Regions from separate parts of the Muntiacus reevesi genome. Here region 1 is linked to region 2. The links are chromatin contacts, called in public Hi-C maps. All regions are on one chromosome and are shown on one strand. The core of a region is the stretch at or near the end of the contact, and the rest is flanking DNA. Distances in the headings are between cores, read along the strand shown. Region 1 holds the start of GTF2H1 (general transcription factor IIH subunit 1). Region 2 holds the start of UEVLD (UEV and lactate/malate dehyrogenase domains).

Region 1 (7,070 bases), core at 4,378-6,877, 210 kb before region 2:
AAAGCAGTCATTTTATAATCAACTAAGGAGGAAAGACAAATCACACACACACACCCACACCCACCCCCAAAAGGGGAACAAAAGCAAAGTGATACCTCAGAGCACAGAGGACAGAGGGATCCCACTGAGCTAAAAGTAACCACAGAACACTTTCTAAGGGAAGGAGCACCAGAGCTGAGGAAAAGGCAAAGGGTGACAAGGCAGCAATGAGCCAAGTATCCACTGCTGTTGCTCAGTCACTAAGCGGTGCGGGGTCCGACTCTTTAGAACCCCATGGACTGCAGCCCACAAGCCTCCTCTGTCCATGGGATTTCCCAGGCAATACTGGAGTGTGTGGCCATTTCCTTCTTCAGGGGATCTTCCCAACTCAGGGATCGAATCCGTGTCTCCTCCATCGGCAAGTCAGAGGATATATTTGGAGAATTTAAGTTTAGTCTTTGGTTGAAACACAGGATACAAGCAATGGAATAAAAAAAGACAATGCTGGATATTAATTCAGGTACAAGTTACAAAGCACTGTGAATCTCAAACCAAGGAACCTGAACAAATTATAATTTGGTAAGCAACAGAAAGGCACTGAAGTACTGGTAGTACTGGTAGACCACATAATTTCTGTGAAGTGCTATGGGAAGACACCAGAAACCAAGGACTTGAGAAAAGGGGTTAGAAGTGAGAAACGAAAGATAAGGACTCAAGACATCTTGTGGAGAAGGTGAAAACCTCTCTTGACCTTATGAGCAGGGGAGACTCAAACAGACATGTAGGTAGTAAGTGAACAGAATTTAGAATGATAGGGACTGAAGATACAAGAAAAAGAAGATGAATCACTCTGTAAGATCCTAAGGAAGATAGAAAGGAATGACATCAAGACCACAGTGGCTATCTCTTCCACTTGCAAACTTAAACTCTGATATGGATAGACCATTTGGCATTGATCTCAGTGAAGAGAGAATGGCCTGGAAATTATGACCTAATCGGGTAAAAAACCTAGTTTCTATTTCTCTGAAAAAGACTTAATGGAGATGAGAATGAAAGGAGAACAGCATCTACAACGTCAGTTCTCAGGAGAAGCTGCTGGGTGTTAGCGAAAGTGAAAGTCGCTCTGTCCTGTCTGACTCTTTTTTTTTTTTTTTTTCTGTTATTTTTTTTTTTATATTAGTTGAAGGCTAATTACTTTACAACATTTCAGTGGGTTTTGTCATACATTGACATGAATCAGCCATAGAGTTACACGTATTCCCCATCCCGATCCCCCCTCCCACCTCCCTCTCCACCCGACTCCTCTGGGTCCTCCCAGTGCACCAGGCCCGAGCACTCGTCTCATGCATCTCACCCGGGCTAGTGATCTGTTTCACCATAGATAATATACGTGCTGTTCTTTTGAAACATCCCACCCTCACCTTCTCCCACAGAGTTCAAAAGTCTGTTCTGTACTTCTGTGTCTCTTTTTCTTTTTTGCATATAGGGTTATCGTTACCATCTTTCTAAATTCCATATATATGTGCTAGTATGCTGTAATGGTCTTTATCTTTCTGGCTTACTTCACTCTGTATAATGGGTTCCAGTTTCATCCATCTCATTAGAACTGATTCAAATGAATTCTTTTTAATAGCTGAGTAATATTCCATGGTGTATATGTACCACAGCTTCCTTATCCATTCATCTGCTGATGGGCATCTAGGTTGCTTCCATGTCCTGGCTATTTTAAACAGTGCTGCAATGAACATTGGGGTGCACGTGTCTCTTTCAGATCTGGTTTCCTCAGTGTGTATGCCCAGGAGTGGGATTGCTGGGTCATATCTGTCTGACTCTTTGAGACCCATGGACTGTAGCCCGCCAGACTCCTCTGTCCATGAAATTTTCCAGGCCAGAATACTGGAGTGAGTAGCTGTTCCCTTCTCCATGGGCTCTTCCCAACCCAGGGATCGATCTCAGTCTCCTGCATTGCACACGGATTCTTTACCATCTTGAGCTATCAGGGAAACCCAGTGATAGTGCTACACCCATTCCAAATTTATACCTTCCCATGTGCTTACTATCTCTAAATAGACGCTTTACCTCCCAGACCTACTTACCAAATTCTTCCCAGGTTTTCAGGTCTGGCATAAGTTCCACTTCTCATAATTCTCAAAGTGGAAGACTCATAGATAACTCAGGGCACACAGCCACGTAATTCAAAAATTAATCTGAATTAAGGTTCTGGATCCCTGAACATTTTCAGGAAGGGAAAGGAAGTGCTCCCCCATTATACAGAGTGAAGTAAGCCAGAAAGATAAAGACCAATACAATATACTAACGCATATATATGGAATTTAGAAAGATGGTAACGATAACCCTATATGCAAGACAGAAAAAGAGACACAGATGTACAGAACAAACTTTTGGACTCTGTGGGAGAAGGCGAGGGTGGGACGTTCTGAGAGAATAGCATTGAAACAAGTATACTATCAAGGTTGAAACAGATCACCAGCCCAGGTTGGATCCATGAGACAAGTGCTCGGGCCTGGTGCACTGGGAAGACCCAGAGGGATGGGATGGAGAGGGAGGCGGGAGGGGGGGCCGGGATGGGGAACACATGTAAATCCATGGCTGACTCATGTCAATGTATGACAAAAACCACTATAATATTGTAAAGTGGGCTGCACAGCCCACTCCTCCACAGCTCACACCATTATAAGGTACTTTTTTACTACTGGGCTGAAACCTGATGACTTGGAGCTTTTATTCCCAACTGTGGCTTCTACAATTTAAGAAAATGTCTGCATGCGTGCTAAGTCGCTTCAGTCGTGTTTGACTCATTGCAACCCTATGGACTGTAGCCCTCCAGGCTCTTCTGTCCGTGGGATTCTCCAGGCAAGAATACTGGAGTGTGCTGCATGCCCTCCTCCAGGGGATCTTCCTTACCCAGGGATCAAACCTGTGTCTCCTGCATTGATAGGCAGGTTCTTTACCACGAGTGCCTCCTGGGAAGCCCAAGGAAATGTTTACTCCTTACAAAACAGTCCTTCAGTATTTGAAAAATGTCATGAGGTCTTCTAAAAATCTACCACCACCAGTTTTTCAATCATTCTGACCTGACAATTTCCAAATTCCTCTCAGTTCTGATAAGCCTTCCACACAGGACCTTTAGTTTGCCTGAACATGTCCTGTCCAGAATCGAACAGAAGACTCTTCAGTAGCTTGATAACCAGAATAGAGTAGAAACACTAACTTCTTTGACCTGGACACTAAGTTTCTATATTACATCCTAAAATAGTATCAGAGGCAGTTTTTTGTTGTTTTTTTTTTCCAGGTATGTTTTTAAAGTAGCCATGTCACACTTCTGATTCAACAGAGCAAGAAGCTAACTAACACCCAAAGAAATTTTCAAACAAAATTAATTTAATCTTCCTAGCTAGTACCTGGGCTTCCCTGGTGACTTAGTGGTAAAGAATACGCCTGCCAATGCAGGATACACAGATTCGAACCTTGGGTTGGGGAGATCTCCTGGAGAAGGAAATGGCAACCCACTCCAATATTGTTGCCTGGGAAATCCCATGAACAGAGGCGCTTAGCGAGCTGTTATCCATGGAGTTGCAAAGGAGTTGGAGACAACTTAGCAAGTAAACAACATCAGCCAGTACCTAGATACAGTAGAATGGAACTCAAATTGAAAGTTGCTATTAATCAAATTCAACAATGGATATAAAAAGTACCCAGAAATTTTTAAGCTGTTCAAACAAGAACAGCAGAATGTTGATATTGGTTAAAGTTTGGTTAGGTATACATGAGGGTTCACTATACTATCCTGTTTATCTTTGTGTTTGAAATTTTTCTGAAAAAGATTTTTTCTTGAGGTACATACAGTTAAATTACAATGCTGTTAGTTTCAAGTATACAGCAAAGTGATTTAGTCATGCACATATATGCATTCAAGACTTTTAAGTAAATTCGTAACAACAAGAATCTCTGTACAAATGTTTCATTCTATAAGCTTTCTGTGCCTCCATGGTTTAATATATGCTGTTTCTGGACTCTTCCTCCACAGAAAAAACCCGTCTCTCCACAAAACTGAGTTTAACTATTACTTCTGTCACAGTTAGCCAAGCAAAACACTAAGCAGAGGGTGGTCATAAATGCTTACCAAAGACAATGAAAAAACCTTCTGAAGAGTTGGTTTACTAAAAGGTCACAGAGCTCATAAGCAGAGGTGAGACTAAAACCCACTAATCCTGAGTCCAAATCTAATTACCTTTTCATTTCCCCTATTGCTTGATGGCAACATAAAAGAGCAATATGATCAAAAAAAAGGTTTTTCTCTTGGCCTAGTACTCATTTTACTGAACCAGTGTTTGCTGTGTGAAAACCCAATGCAAATCACAGCGTTCTCTTTTCCCCACTACCTAGTGAAAGGAAGAAGAGGCAAGAGAGAGAAAAAAAGGAAGAAAAATTAAACATATTATGCCAAGAGGAAGTTGGGGATTCCCTCATAATGGGATCTTTCTATAAAGAAGGCTGAACGCCAAAGAACTGATGCCTTTCGAACCGTGGTGCTGTAAAACACTCAAGAGTCCATTGGACAGCCAGGAGATCAAACCAGTCAATCCTAAAGGAAATCAACAGTAAGTATTCTTTAGAAGCAGTGATGCTGAAGTTGAAGCTCCAATACCTTGGCCACCTGATGCGAAGAGCCGACTCTTGGGAAATGACCCTGACCCTGGGAAAGACTGAGGGCAGGAGAAGGGGCGACAGAGGATGAGAAGGTTGGATAGCATCAATGACTCAAGGGACATGAGTTTGAGCTAACTCTGGGACACAGTGGAGGACAGCGAAGCCTGGCGTGCTGCAGCCCATGGGGTCGCAAAGTCGGACACGACTGAGTGACTGAACAACAACCCAATAAGAGAACTCCTCTCTACTTTAGACCAAGAAATGGCGACTCACTCACTCATGCACTCAACATGCCTCGCACGCACCACTGCAGACATCTGACCACAAGCTCCCTGCCTAGCGGAACCCCTAACTTAACAGCAGTTAACTTTAATACTACATTCAGATCTCTTGAAAGAAGTCGCGATAATCAAGTTTTCAAAGCCAGGCTCACAGCCTGTAGATCTCAGCCCCTCTCCCCCACCTCTAGGCCAGCAGCCCCCAACTTTCTGTGGTTCACAGCCTCTCTCCCGGTTAGGCGCCCGCACACTCACCCAGCGCTAAGAGCCGCACCTGAGCTTCAGTCTTCCCTCCTACTCCTCCCCTCCCAGGCGTACGTCATCCCGGAGCGCCGGGGACGCCGGGACAAAGCTGTTAACGGTACTTCCTCGTCATGTGATGGGTTACGCCCTGCTTGCGCGTGGTCCCTCCCCCTCCGGCCGCGGTCGCGATTACGCTCTCTGCGGCCTGCCTGCTGCCGGCCGAAGACGCAACGCCGAACGGGACCGGAGGAGCCCTAGGCCAAAGGGGTGAGACAGCCAAGTTCCTGGGACCTTTCACCGCCTAAAGCCGGCGAGAATAAATGAAGCAGGCGGGCACCGGCGGAGGAGGGAGGGAACTAGCGGAAGGTGTCATGGCGGCCGCGCTCTGGGGTCACGTGCCCCGCAGGCCCGCCTTGGTACTTCCGGTCACGTGCCCTCAGAGTTCTCGCAGCCAGCGATGGAGGCGAGACCCCCTGGTAACAGAGGCGGTGGCGGCGGCGGCGGCTACTGGGTTTCAGCCTCTTTCCCGCAGCATCTTTAAGAAGCTCAGCGGAACTCGACTCGACCCAGCGCAGTAACTTACTCCCTGCCCAGGGCTGTCTCCCACTGGTAAGTTTAGACCGAAAAATGGGGGTGGACGGGTGGGTGATGAGCTGACAGGCCTGGGGGCCGCAAGACGGCACGGAATCTGCCCCTTTTTCCTGTATCCCTGTCGCCGTTGCTGCAATTCCCAATTCTGCTGTCTTGGTTAGCCCTTTATTATTCTGAATAGAGGAAGAGGCGACCCCTAATCTCCTTGTCTATAGGAAGCCAACCCCTCCACTGAAAGCAAGGACTCAAAGATGTACCCAAAGCTGGGATGAGACTTGGCTCATGAGGGTGAAGGACGTGGAAGCCTCTCTCTGGCTGAGGAGCCCTTCCCGTTAGAGAAACTGCTATTGAGTCTTTCGGTTTCTGTAAGGGAAAAGCTTTCATCTTAGTTCCACGCACCTTTTGCTTCGCTTGTCAATCCTGTCCCTCTTACAACGACCTTAACACCTGTGCCAGTTCACCCCACCCCCGCCACTCACACACCAAGTTTTGATCTATGCCCAACTTGATCATGTTTAAGCACCAACACATGGAAATATATAATTTATTTTAGAAATTCCCCAAGGCTAAATTGTGTAAGGAAGTGTTTTCGGTTGACTCTTAAACACCTGTTTTAGGGTCTATAAAATGAGGGGGGAGGGGGACGGGAGGAAAGAGATAAAAACTTAACCTTTTGCCCATTAGCAGACCCAGTTTTAAAAACATACCAAAACTGTGTGGTTTAAAGTATACCTTGCAGTAAGTACTGACTCCATAAGGAAGTGGAACAATTTTTCCTCGTGAATTCTTATCAGAAACCCCAGACGTATAAAGCAGCATGCTGTGGTGGAATTGCATTTGGGAGCACCCATCCTACCCACTCAGCCTCCCCTCTTGGAACACAGCTTGAAAATCACTGAACTCGACTTTGGTAACTAAAGCAAGGTTGCCAACCCTAAGGGAGATTTTGAAAAATCAAAGATAGAAAAATGAGATGGAGGTCGCAGCAGAGGGAAGGGTAACCTCAGGCTTATGGCATACAAAAGGAGTAGACTCCAGAAGGAATTTTGTACCTTTTAGCAGACCAAAATCCCTGGTTTGGAAAAGGGGGAGATAATTTGGAGCCATTAAACCTGTTCTGCTACTCTGAACCAACACTTAGCAGTGCAGCAGATTGAAAGATTTGAGTCTCTTCTGGGTGATATTAATAATAAATACGTATGGTAGTGTTCATGTGGGAAAAAAAATCCACACAAGTGCAGAGAGAGCTGTTTAAAAATACTAGAAAGGTTGATGCAAAGAGAGGAATTGGTTAAAAACAGTGCACCA
Region 2 (6,573 bases), core at 2,610-5,109:
CCTGTGCAGCAATGAAGACCCAGCACAGCCAAAAATAAATAAACAAATAAAATTATATACTAAAAAAAATGAGAAAGACTGAAAAATTGAGAAGTTACTAAAATTCAATCTGAATCTGCTCCACTGCAGTATGTTTATTTGGTAGACTGATATTTATGAACATCAGAGTACTCCTGTATGACACTGCTCAAATGTTGGACGCTGAGGAGTATTTTATGGCATCATTTCATTTTTTTAAACAAATTAAGCATTAAGGAATCTTATAAATTAAGTCCAATCCTATTATTTTATGAGTGAGCAAATCTAGGTTAAGTTACCTGTTCAAGGTAACTCAGCCAGAGATGGTAGAAATAGAAACTGGGGAACCAGAAAATTTTTCTAAACCTAGTATTTAATATATACTAAAGAATATATATATATATACACACACACACACACAAACACATATGTACATATATACACATTTTGAAAAATAAACACTTATAAACCAACCTACCCTCTAGCGCTGTCCAGCAAAACTTTCTGCCATAATGGAAAAGATCACTGTGTGTGCTATTGAATACAGCAGCCACATGTGGCTACCAACACTTGTGGCTGGTGTGACTGAGATACTCAATTTTTAATTTTATCTAATTTTGATGAATGTAAAAAGTCAAATGCGGTGAGTGGCTACCATACGCCTGGACAGCACAGAGCTTTCCAGTCCCATTACATCTGTCTGTGTTTTTCTTTCTCAACCATTCAACTGCCTACCTTAAATTGTATAGTCATATTCCTTTGCCTTTCCCCCTCCATAGTTTTTATCATATTTGTGTGCATCCTAAATACCCCTCTCTACTGCTGAGCTGCTTCTTGGTTTAATTAAAATATAATTTTGTATGTAATCTCCAATTTTTTTCCTGAACATATTGTTTCTAAGATTCACTCCTACTGCTGCATGTTGTAATATTTCATTCATTTTCACTGCTGCAGAGTAGTGTTTTCCATTGTGTGAATGAGTATAGAACAAATTATCTTTCCATCAATGAACGTCTGGGTTGTTTCTAATTTTGAATTATGAATAATTCTGCAAATGTCTCTTGCTTCATATATTATGAATCATCTATAGTATCTACTTAGATGTAGAAGGACATAAAATACACATAATCAAATTAATTTAAAAAGCCCAAGCTGTTTCTCCAAATGGTTAAATAACCATTTAACTACCAACAGTGGGGCTTCCCAGGTGACACAGTGGTAAAGAATTAACCTGACAATGCAAGAGACCCCTGGGTCAGGAATATCCCCTCCAGCAGAAAATGGCAACCCACTCTAGTATTCTCGTTGGGAAAATTCCATGGACAGAGGAGTCTGGTGGGCTACAGTCCATGGGGTCGCAAAGAGTCAGACATGACTGAGCAACTAAGTCACCCACATAGTGAGAGAAAATGGTGTTTTACCATGGTCTCAATTTGCTTTTCCATGGTTACTAATGGACTGGGAAAACACTCATGTCCCTGCTGTCTTCTTTTATTTTTCAAAAAATGATTATTCATGTCTTTTGTCCAATTTTGTCTTGGTTTTAATATTGATATGTAGGCTAATTTATATAGCCTGGATACCAATACTTTCTAAATTATGCATTACAATATTATTCACCAATTTGTATTTTGCCTCTTCACTCACTTCATGTGTCTTTTTATACATAAAAGTTCTTACTTTGAATGCAGTCAAATTTATCAGTCTCTTCGAGTATTTTACATCTTGTTTAAAAAATGCTTGTATACTCTTGAGATCATGAAGATTCTTCCCTCCATTTTATCTCTTATGTTTTAAAGCTCATCTCTTACATTTAAATCTTTAATCCATGGGGAATTTTTAGTTAGTTAGTAAGGTCCAATTTCATTTTCTCCAACATGGATAATCATTTGTCCCTGTATTCTCCTTTCTGTAGTTTTCTGCAATGCCTCTTCTGCTTTATATAGCATTTTCAAAACATATGTGAACATGATTTTAAGCCCTCTAGTCTGTTCCCTTGGTTAATCAGTCTATCCTATACCAATACCACACTGTCTCAATTACTAGTCTTGATATCCAGTAGAGAAAGTCTCACACCTATTCTTTGTAGGAAGGTCAAGATTATTCTTGGCCTTTTGTCCTTCCAAATGAATTTCAGAATCAGTTTGAAAAATTTCCAAAATACCCTGTTAGAATTTTGATTGGAATTGCATTGACTCTATAGATCTGGAGAAAGCAGATATCTTCATATCCATGAAGTTGGAGTATTTATCTAAGCAGGAATATTTATAAGGTTTCCTTTGTTTTTAAGAAGATTTTTCACGTTCTCCATACAGTTGCTTGATTTTAATATACTGTTCACAAAATTTGCAGCACCAAAATTATTTGTAAATATTAAGTTGTTATATTATTTGCTACTTCAAGGACTAAGGAACTTTGGAAATATCTGCTAGACTGAATTGTTTCTAACTGGTTTCCTTAATTTACATATCCAACAGACATTTATTAAGCACCAATGTGCCAGACTCTATCCTATGCACTGATAAAAACCTTCCTCAACTATTCTGCTCCAACCCTTGAGAAAATCATCGTCTCTCTTTTATCTTTTTCCTGCATTCCAGTCCCACCAAAATTATGAAGTTGTTCTTTTTTTTCTCGTCTCAACTTCAGCAATTCTTCCCCCTGGACAATACATCATGCTCCCCTCATTGAAAAACTTGATAGCGTGGTTCTTTTAATTTAATATTCTCTGAAAAGGAGCCAGAAAGCCTGTAACCCTAGGTATGATGATACTTCTTTCCCTACAAGACCTACACATCTGTCACAATAGATAAAATCATTCAAATCAGGCATATAAACAATTTCAATCAAAAAGACACGAACCCAACAAAAACGTCACAAATGTACGCTTTCCGCATAGGGAAGTCTTAAAATGCATTAAGAATCACTGAACTAAGAAACTGGTGGAAAAGTTTGCCTCAGACTGTACACTGATGGAGAATCAGACAACCTGGTCTAAGAGTCTGGTGTAACATGGAAACTGACCTTAGTCACGCCCTAGAATTGCAGGTCAGGCTTCTGGGTCAGCCCTCCCAGTCAACCTTTCAACGTTAAGAGGATCTCTTCTATTTTCATTCCCAAATATACACGAGTCTTTCATTTACCACAATTACTTAGCAATTACTTAACCCCGTCGTTGTCAGGCACAGGGCTAGATGAGGGAATGTGCCGCCATGAAGTTCACCTTCAAAGAGTAAGGTCTGTATACAAATAATTACTCCACGATGTGAAAATCGATATATCCGAAAGCAAGGAGAGAGGAGGGAGTGATTCTATCTCCTAGGGAGTAACATCTGAGTCTTACAAAGGATGAACACTGCAAGTAAAAAAACACAGGGGTGTGGGTGGGGGTAAGCCATTTCTGCTGAGAGAAAGGCGTGGTTAAAGGGATAGGCGAGTGCTGGAAGCTGAGACAGAAGCTGGTGGCGTGAGAAGGTCTAAGAGCGGGTGGAGGTTGGGGGGATCTCGGAACTGCGGGCGGAGCCAGAGCCGGGGCCGCACCGCTCCCATTCCCCGCAGCCGGCTTCAGGCCAGCCCACCCTGGCTCCCAGGCCCGAGAAAAGCCGGTAGACGCCCCGAGGCGGCAGGCCGGCCACGGGCGGACGCCCCGAGACCCCGACGCCCCAGTCCTGCCTGGCCGGCTGCCCGCACCTTGCCAAGGAGTCGCCTGAGAGCCTCGCTGTCGAACTCCATCTCCAGCCAGGACCGCGAGGCCGGTTCCGCGAACCCAGGGATCTCCTTCCGCACTTTCCCTGGACGGAGGCTGCCGAGGACCAAACTTCCCGAGCCGTCCTAGACTCCGCCCCTTCCCAAGCTCGAAAGTCCACCCGCGTCCAACGCCCGGGGCTCAGCCAGGCTCCGCCCGTTGTCTGATCACCGTTCCGCTGAGAACCGTGTGAGCGCCCAGGGAACCGTGACCCGGCTTGCTGGAGGGAAACTCGGGGACATCTGTGAAGAAAGGAATAGGAAGGACCCGAGGAGAGGCAGTAAAGGAGGTAGAAGATATTGGCACTGTTCTGGGCAGAGAGTTTCGAGAAGGATGTGTTAAATTCGGCCGAGTATCAAGATCAAGACCCCCGAGTTGTAGTTGCATTTAGAAAGGAAGAGATAATGGAACTTCAAATCCTCGGGGGGCTAGACAGGAAATCGGAACAGATCTGGAACCTTGTTGAAACTGGGAGATCAGACAGCTAAGTGAGGGTTGTGCAACGCAGGGGAAAGGGTTGGCTTGGCGGGGCGGGGCGGGGCGGGGCAGAGCATAATCACGCTGGTGGTAGAAAGAGGAAAAAGTCAGGTGACAAAAAGATTTTGAAGACAAAAATAGAAGATTCGTGAATAAGGTCTTCGGGAGCAGTAAGACGAAGAGATGCAATTTGCTGGCCTGGTTTGGTCTGCTTGAATAAGTTACTTACCTGCTTTGCATCCCTGGTTTGAGCCAGTCTCCAGAGCTTGCTATTGTAACTCTCAAGAGCTTGTTTGGGCAGGAGGGTGATTGTATTTCTAGTAAGAGCCAAAGGTAGGAATACTGTGACTCTATTAGTAGAAGAAGATGAAAGGCTGGAAGCAGCACTTATTTGTTTATTCAACAAACTTTTGTTGAGCATTGGCTGTTTGCTAGATATTGTTGGGGAGGAAGAAATTTTCCTCTATTCTTGTAGCTTCTTCTGGCTGGTCTAAAAAGTAAACTGACACCAGACAGAAAAACAGGAGAAAATCAGACTAAAATTAATAACACGTATACCTGGGAGAGACCCAAGAGAACTGTGAGTAACCATAATGACTGAAGCCCCACCTTAAATACCATCTTCAGCTAAAGGCAAAAGAGGATGTTGGGGGTTGTGGTTTGAAACCTCAAAGGGGAGAAAGTCAGTTTATATGGAGATCAAAAGTAAATGTTTGGTAAACAAATATTTGCTGAGCCTTGCAGAGCCTAGGATACTGTGACTTCTAGGCTCTGCCCAGTTACCCCCACCACGCCTAGCTCATATTCCTTGTAGGTGATAGCTTAACTGGGGAACAGACCCTCTATCTGAAACATTTGAGGCAGTTAGGGGAAGGTCAAAGATTCTTCCCGAGTCTTTTGGGCTTTAAAAGTAATCATCGGAAAAAAAAAAAGTAATCATCGTAAATTAGTCCTCCTACCAAAGGGGCACATTTTAGGGTAGCAAATTTTGCTCCCCTACCGTATTTTTCTAGGTCTGACAATGGAGAAGTAAACAAAATAGACAAAAGTATTGGCAGTCCTCAGATGTCATTCTTTTATTAGTAAGAGCAAAACAATATACTAAGTAAATGAGACCATATGTTAGAAGTGATTACATGTTGTGAGGAATAAATTTTTAAAAGGCGGGGTAAGAAGATAAGGGTAGGTCTCCCTGAGCATTCTGTGTTAGAGAACATCCAGGGCCTTTAGACAGGTGTGTGCCTGGAGAACCTGAAAACCGCAGGGAGCCAAATGAAGAGGTGAGGAAGCAGGAGGCAATTCACAGAAGCAAGGGGGAGCCACAGATGGTTTAGGGCAATGATTCTTCCAGTGTGGTCCCCCAGACTTCCTCGGCATCACTTGGATCTTGACAGAAATATGCATTCTAAGGCCCCACCCCAGACTTAACTCGGAAACTCTGGGGGTTGGATCAAGTAGTCTTTTGTTTCTTTGTGGTCTTTTTGTTTTGTTTTTAATTGGAGTATAGCTGCTTTTGGAGAAGGAAATGGCAACCCACTCCAGTACTCTTGCCTGGAAAATCCCATGGATGGAGGAGCCTGGTAGGCTACAGTCCATGGGGTTGCAAAGAGTCGGACATGACTGAGCGACTTCACTTTCACTTTTCGTAACTGCTTTACAGTGTTGTTAGTTTCTGCTGTAAAGCGGTCTTTACAAGCCCGGGTGATTCTAAGGCATGATAAAGTCTGAGAACCACTAAAGGGATTTTGTGGACAATTGTGACTGTGGCTTGTTAGGGCCCTCCCGCTAGAGACCATCAGGAGCACACCCATACTCAAGTAGGGTCGATCCCTCCTTGTGGTGAGGGAGCAGGAGAACCATCAGGTCAGCTGAGTAAGAGCGTGGAAAGAACCTATTTCAGGATTGGGACTCTGGGTAATTTGGGAGAGGACTTAAGGAATCGAAGCTTTACTTTGGATTGGGTGTTTTCAGAAGCCAGGAACAATTCTGAGATTGGATGTCTCAATAAATATTATCTCTCGGATGGCCAGACTGGAGCAGGGCTGAGGCTGTATTTGGTAAAGCAGCAGCAGTCACATCAGCAGAGAGAAGAGGATGTTTGATGTTTCCTGGGCTGCACGGTAACCTTGTTTGTGTCTCTGCTTAGATGAAATTATGATGAGGACTCGTTTTGTCTCATCTTATCGTGGTCTGTGCTGTCTGATGTCAGTGTTCGGAGAGATTGTTTATATCCAACAAGAGATAACAGAAGCCTGGCTGTAAGTCCAGGTCATCTTCTAGCAACACTGAGGCCTGTCTGGGTCAGGCCAGTTCTCAGATGTCAGGGGCTGCTT

The links. A called contact is a pair of places that touch in the nucleus more often than the background predicts.
Region 1: a Hi-C map of muscle shows a contact between it and region 2, with 4 times the contacts expected there. The contact joins the promoter of GTF2H1 here to the promoter of UEVLD in region 2. A contact is called at or near these places in 2 of 3 Hi-C or Micro-C datasets (blood and muscle).

The regions. Positions count from the first base shown.
Region 1 is chr5:25,424,179-25,431,248 of mMunRee1.1, reverse strand. It overlaps GTF2H1 (general transcription factor IIH subunit 1), which reads left to right and starts at 5,627. Exons shown (of 15, transcript XM_065937280.1): 1 at 5,627-5,780. It overlaps HPS5 (HPS5 biogenesis of lysosomal organelles complex 2 subunit 2), which reads right to left and starts at 5,305. Exons shown (of 23, transcript XM_065937279.1): 1 at 5,184-5,305.
Region 2 is chr5:25,209,728-25,216,300 of mMunRee1.1, reverse strand. UEVLD (UEV and lactate/malate dehyrogenase domains) reads right to left here and starts at 3,859. Exons shown (of 10, transcript XM_065937265.1): 1 at 3,709-3,859. The coding sequence starts at 3,750. It overlaps MISFA (mitochondrial sheath formation associated), which reads left to right and starts at 6,334. Exons shown (of 3, transcript XM_065937267.1): 1 at 6,334-6,360.